Linked DNA regions of Bos taurus: region 2 is linked to region 1. A link is a contact called in public Hi-C data. All regions are on one chromosome and are shown on one strand. The core of a region is the stretch at or near the end of the contact, and the rest is flanking DNA. Distances in the headings are between cores, read along the strand shown.

The links. A called contact is a pair of places that touch in the nucleus more often than the background predicts.
Region 2: a Hi-C map of liver shows a contact between it and region 1, with 2.8 times the contacts expected there. The contact joins the enhancer-like site here to the promoter of THRA in region 1. A contact is called at or near these places in 3 of 11 Hi-C or Micro-C datasets (liver, skin fibroblasts and an unstated tissue).

What each region holds. Positions count from the first base shown.
Region 1 is chr19:40,364,811-40,368,069 of ARS-UCD2.0, reverse strand. It overlaps THRA (thyroid hormone receptor alpha), which reads right to left and starts at 1,890. Exons shown (of 10, transcript NM_001046329.1): 1 at 1,778-1,890. All of the region lies in intron 1 of MED24 (mediator complex subunit 24), which reads left to right.
Region 2 is chr19:40,403,453-40,406,677 of ARS-UCD2.0, reverse strand. No RefSeq gene overlaps it. Among named protein-coding and RNA genes, the nearest start is that of NR1D1, 7.6 kb to the right of the region's middle. Within about 2 kb of position 1,582, at least 77 of the 102 cell types and tissues checked have an H3K27ac peak or open chromatin away from gene starts, as enhancers often do. A contact at or near this core is called in liver, where this site is marked.

The sequences.
Region 1 (3,259 bases), core at 641-3,140:
GTGACTGTGTGGTCCTGAACCTTCTGAGTGCCTCCTGCACCTGAGCCCCTGGGACTGTGTGCAGATGCCTGCACCTGTGTGCAGGGTTCCCACAGTCAATCAATTACAAAGGATTACAGAGCACTTCATATGCTTGGCTCTGGGTGGGATCCAGAGCAATTCCAGTGATTCTCCTGGGTCTCAAGGAGCTCACCATCTAGGGGGTGGGATGACAAGGGAAAGAGACAGAGAATGTTATCTATAGTGACTGCGTGCCTTCCACCATTATGGGAGCAGGGTCTTTTTTGTGTGGTACACAGCACCTCAGAAAGCCACAGGAAGAGTCCAGGAAAATACTTGTTGCTGAGTTGTGTATATGTGTGTTGATGTGCAACTGCATTTGCGTTTGACCGAGTGACAGCGACTGTCACGGCAAGGCGATGATGCCTGTGTGACTGGGCTCATGCGAGCACGTGTGTGCCTGTGAGTGACAGGGTCTTTTGTAATGTGTGGCCGTGTGCAATTGCTCTGCATTCATGCATGCAGGCAATAGTGACTTTTTCTGTGTGGGTGACAGCGACTCCTCCTTGTTGTGTATGAGAGCATCTCCCCGTGACCCTATGCCTATGCAAGGGTTGGTCTCCCATGGGTGTGTCCCACCCTTCTGAGCTCCCCTGTGCAGTGGCAGCGTGCCTCTTCCCTTGTCCCCATGTGGGTGTGTCCAGCAGTTCCTGTCCTTGAGTCCGCCTGGGTGTCCCTGGGTGTGCATGTGTGTGTGGGCATATCTCTGTGTCTGCATGGCACATTTGCTTCCCCCTCATCTTGGACCACAGCCCCCTATATCCCTCCCCTTCCTGGGGCCTGAGCCAGCATTGAGGGGTGGGCTCCCATCCCACTGGTTTTCCTTCTGCGACCTCCAGACCTCCACCCCCGCCAAGCCCCCCTCCCCCGGAAAACGGGAGGCTCTCTCCATTGCCTCTATAACCCCCACCCCGCAGGCTTTACCTGCACACTGGACAAGGGAGGCCCCCAGGCAGAGAAGGGGCACCAGAGACACGTTGCAAGGGGAGGGAAGCGGGTGGCACACAACACGGGCCCATTCCTCCCTCTCTTCCCCAACCACCCTAGCTTGCAACTCCCCTAATTATCCAGGGACCCTCAGATACACCCCCCAACACACACACATACACACACACACCCCCAGCCGCGTTTTTGCAATTAGTTGTGTTGCAACCAGAGAGCCATGTTCAATTGGGGAGGCGAGTGAAGTGCGGGGGGGAGACTTTCTTCTCCTGGGGCCCGGGCAAGCCCACCTTCCCACCCCACTCCTACCGCCCTCCGCTGCTGGAGGTAGCCTTGCAAACGCCACTCGGCCTCGGCCTGGGAGGCTGGGGGTGGGAGCTGGGGGGGCAGGCCTCCGGCGCACCGTAAACAAACCGCGGCGCGGCGGGCGGGGGAGCTCCGGCGGCCGGCAGCGGGGCCGGGCCCGGGAATGCGCAGCGGACGGGCCGGACAGAGGCCGGGCGGGTCCTCGAGGGGGAGGCCCGGACGCCATCTCCGCCGGCGAACCCCGGGGCCCACCGACCTCCCAGCAACGCCTCCCTTCCCCAGGGCGTTGAAGCTGCAAGCTCCCGGCCAGTGACAGGGTCACTGGGGCGCCCGGGAAGGCTGAGGCTGGCCGCGGGTACCCCCCGGACGCCCCCAGCCCGCCTGGGAGCCGGCCAGAGAGCCCCGCGGCTTTGCATAATCAATCGCGAGGCATTTGCATATTAATGCCCCCTCGCTCCCTCCCCCTTACCTCGGCGTGGCGCGCTGGACCGGGCTGGGCAGCGACGCGGGGGTCTCAGCGCCCCGTGCCGGGGGCGTCCATGGGGGGCCGGTGGGGCCCGGGCCGCCCGCCTCCTGCGCCCGGGTGTGAGTGCTAGTGAGCGCGGGGGGGCGGGGGGCGAGTGTGGCGGCCCCGCGGCTCCTCCGGCAGAGGCGGCGGCCGCTCTTGGCTCCTCCCTCCCCCGCCCCGCTCTGGCAGGGGCTCGGGCTCGGCGCGCCCAGCCGGCTCGCGGCTGCTCCCTGCAGGCCGCCTCGCCGCCGCCGGCCCCCACCCCCCGCCCCCCGCCGCGCCCCGGGACCCCTGCCAGCCGCCCGGCCGCCCCTCGGCCGCCTCTGCTCCTTCCCGACCCGCATTCGCCCGCCCCACTCCAGGCGGCTCCGGCAGGAGTGGTGCTTGGTGACATATTTTGGAAGAGATGTCATTTAAAACATAGCCTTCGCTTGCTGCAAGAATTGGGGGGTTGGGGGGTGGCACCACGAGGATGGAGAAGGGCACATCGGCGAGCCGAGCCGCCTGCACTTTAGAAGTCCGGGAGAAAGTCTAAACACCAAACCGCAGACGGTTTAGAGTTTGTTTTGAGTTCGGGTCCCTTTTCTGCCAGTAACTCACTGTATGACCTTGAGCAAATCACCACCTCTCTAGGTAACAAGCTTCCTCAACCTTAGAATTCGAGGATTGAGCACGTGACCCCTGGGGTCCTCTTAAATTAAACCATCCTGTGTTTTTAATCCTTTTGGGGGTATGCTTCCCCATTATCTCCCTTGCAGGCTCATTTTTAACATCATTACCTGCCTGATCCACTGCCTCCCCTTTCAAATGTCACCCTCCTCCAATGTAGGCTTTTTCTATTCACTGCCACCAGTCATTTCCTCGACAATCTGGTGCTCTTTCTGAGCTGGGGAGGGGGCGAGGCTTGCCCTACCCCCCTTAACTCTCAGCTTCAGGACAGTGGGTTTTCCTTCCACTTTTGCCCCTCCCCATCCAAATGTACAGGGCCAGTCCAGAGAGAAGGGTGGGCTGCGAAAAAATAGATCCCCTTCCCCAAAGGAGAGGTCTCCATCATGCCAGCCCCACCTCTCATGCGCGCGCACGCACACACACACACACACACACACACACACACCTGCATTCGTGGACATAAAACCAACCCGGTGACGCCAGAGCCCCTTTCATCTCGAGATCTCCCAGCAGCAGGCAGGACTCTAATTACCCCAGCACCCCCTCTGGCCCCGCCGGTTCCCCCGCTGTCATTAGCCCAGTTTTACCAGCGGGGGCCCTAGCCTTCCCACGGCTCCCAGGGCGGGGCCCTGTCTCCACCGTCTGCTCTTGGATAGGTGTGTGTGTGTGTGTGTGTGTGTGTGGAGAGCTGGTGTGTGTGTGTGTGTGTGTGTGTGTGTGTGTGTGAAGGAGAACTATTCTACCAAGAGCCCAGTTTGTACTAGGCAGAATCAC
Region 2 (3,225 bases), core at 333-2,832, 39 kb before region 1:
GCCAACAAAGGTTCGTCTAGTCAAGGCTATGGTTTTCCCTGTGGTCATGTATGGATGTGAGAGTTGGACTATGAAGAAGGCTGAGCGCCGAAGAATTGATGCTTTTGAACTATGGTGTTGGAGAAGACTCTTGAGAGTCCCTTGGACTGCAAGGAGGTCCAACCAGTCCATTCTGAAGGAGATCAGCCTTGGGATTTCTTTGGAGAGAACGATGCTGAAGCTGAAACTCCAGTACTTTGGCCACCTCATGACAAGAGTTGACTCATTGGAAAAGACTCTGATGCTGGGAGGGATTGGGGGAAGGAGGAGAAGGGGACGACAGAGGATGAGATGGCTGGATGGCATCACTGACTCGATGGACGTGGGTTTGGGTGAACTCTGGGAGTTGGTGATGGACAGGGAGGCCTGGGGTGCTGCGATTCATGGGGTCTCGAAGAGTTGGACACGACTGAGCGACTGAACTGAACTGAACTGATGGCGCAGTCCATGGGGTCCCAAAGAGTCAGACACAACTGAGCAACTGAACTGAAGAGTATGATGGTGCTCATACTATTGGTTTTGCATGGGGAGTCAAAGGACCTATGTTTGTAACAAGTTTGGGGTTCCCAAGGCCAGCAAAAATAGACAAGGGACCAGTTTCTACCTCTAGACTCAAAACAGTTTAAACCACAATGGATTGTTCTGTAGGAGCCTCAGGAAGAAATGTAGGGAAGATGGAGAAAGGATAAACAGTCTTGGCCTTCTCTTTCCCTCATTCTTCCCCCCAAACCTTACCCTATCATGTCTCAGCTACTTATCCTCTCACTACTCATTTGCTCTCATTTCCAGAATCCTTGCACACAGTAGGCACTCAGTAAATGCTTTTCACACTGAGTCAAAATGAATCAAGTTACACTCTCTGGCTATACTTTAAGATAAAGAAGCACAAAGGAAGAAGGAAGACCTTCCCCAGATTATGGGATAGAATCTCCTACAGGACTGTTTGCTAGAGAACAGAGACCCAGAGCCATGGTTCTCCAGCATCAGACTCGCCTGTAGGGCTGGGTGGAACTCAGACTGCTGGGCTCCACCACCAGAGTTTCTGATTCATGGGTCTGGGATGGGACATGAGAACCTGCATTTCTTCTAACAGGTGCCCAGGTGATGCTGACCCCACCACTAATCCTGGGACCACCAGTGGATCCTGAGCACCCCTGGCTTAGGCAACCACAGCCCCTCACCTCAGTGCTCACTCACCACGGGGACCTGGTTGGTTCTAATTTCATACAGTTTAGTAGGAAGGAACAGGTGAGAATTAGGAACACGTGACTCCTGCTCAGCCCTCCAGGGATCCCAGAGAGGGCAAGGGAGGGCAGAAGCGGGTCTCCGACTGATTATCCGTTCTGTCTCCATTTAAATAGTCCATCGACTCCATACTTATTGAAAGTCACTTCCCAAAAACATGTTTTGCAGCAGCAGCGGAGCACTAGGAATTTCCTGTGGCGAGGCAGCGCCAGCGCGGGGAGGGGAGAGGCCGTGCTGAGCGAGCGCCTTCCCTTGGCTCGGGCAGGGCCACGTGCCCCACCCCCTCGCTCGCACATGTCTGCGCCGCCACCGCCGCGGCAGCCGGGCTGTTTATGAGCGAGTTGTTGTGGTAGAAATGGAGCAGGCTGCACATGCCCGGGCCATGTGACCCCGGCAGCCCGCGTGAGCCTCGGGCCGGCACAGACACACTCGGCCCGGTCCTCCATCGACCGGAGAAGCAGGAGGAAAGATGGGGAAGAAGTGAAAAGGCATTGGGCTCCCTTCCCCCGTCTCCTGGCTCTTTACCCTGCTTGCGTCTCCTGCCTCTCGCTAGCCACCAGGGGAGAAAACACCCAGGAAAGCAACATGGTTTCCCCTGGGGCAGGTTCTCCTCCAAGGCAGCCCCTTGGCATTTACACAACCTAGAGCCCTAGGCCCCAAACGAACAAAAAGCCTCCCCAAGCCAAGAACACAGAATGCCAGCCTCAGCCCTCCAACTGATGTGCTAATGGCAGCCCAGAGCCAAGACTTGGTTTCCCTGCAGTCTGGGCTCCCCCAGTCAGGCTGCAGGGTCCCCTGTTTCTAGGAAGGAGGATGCCACCCAAAGATACAGTGAGTGCTCCGTCCAGGATTAGAACCTGGAGAGCTCAGGAATTTGTGGGGCTGGGGACTGGAAGCAAGGATTCTTTCTGCAGCAGTGATCTGCAGGGTGAGCAGACAGGAAAAGGAAAATCCCTCTGCCAACTGGGGATCGGGAGGAGCTGAGGGATGGGATGGGGGTGGGGGTGAGATCTGGAAGAACACTAACCCCATCCAGCTGGAGAACAAACTTCCTTGGGATGTGAGAGACAAGTTCAGCCTCCATCCCTCCATCCCTCCAGCCTCCCTTCTGCCCAGTCCTCCCAGCCCCATAGTATCCTGTCTCAGCACTCTAACCCCAGACCCCTGGTCCCAGCCCTGGGCTCTGGCCCCCACCCGTGACCCTGTTTCTGAACTGCAGTGCCTCTCGCTGGGATGTGAGACGATGCTGGAGTCAGGCGGACAGTAGGTTAGCAGGAACAAGCAAACGAACTGAGCACGACCCACATTTTCTCACCGCATCAAAACTTCGCAGATCCTGCATTGCAGAGCTAGCGCTTTTTTTTTTTTTTTTTAATTCTCTGCTGGGCCCCTACACACGTCTGCATTTTTGCAACCAGCACAGATTTTTTTTTTTCAGGGTGCAAACTGCGCATTCTAATGAGCCAAAGCTCCTTCCTGTGGCATTGAAAAATCTCTTTGGCAAATTGCTTCTTCCCACCCCGACCCCCAATTTAGAAAAAGGGGAGGGATCCCAAATTTGTGAAGTTGCATCCTCCCCCTCTCCTTCGCCTGCCCCCTCCCCCAAGATACTGCAGTCTTTCCAGACCAACTAACAGCTGCAAACCAGGGGAGAGAGATGGGAGGAGGGAAAACCAGCCTTGTTCCTTCTTTCCACTCAGATTGAGCTGGCTGTCCAGGGTTGCTTTTCTTCCCTGGGCTGCCCACTGCATCCCTCTTTCCCTCCTCATCCCAGCCAGTGTTTATGTAAGCCTCCCAGAAGCTACACTCAGCCCCTAATGCCTGCCCAGGCTGCAGCTCCTCCAAGGTCCATCCTGCTCACGAGGACTGTCATGAGCCTCTGGCCTCCCCCAGGCAGCTCTGAGGAGATCTGCAGAGACCCAAGGAATGAGGAGAGACGCT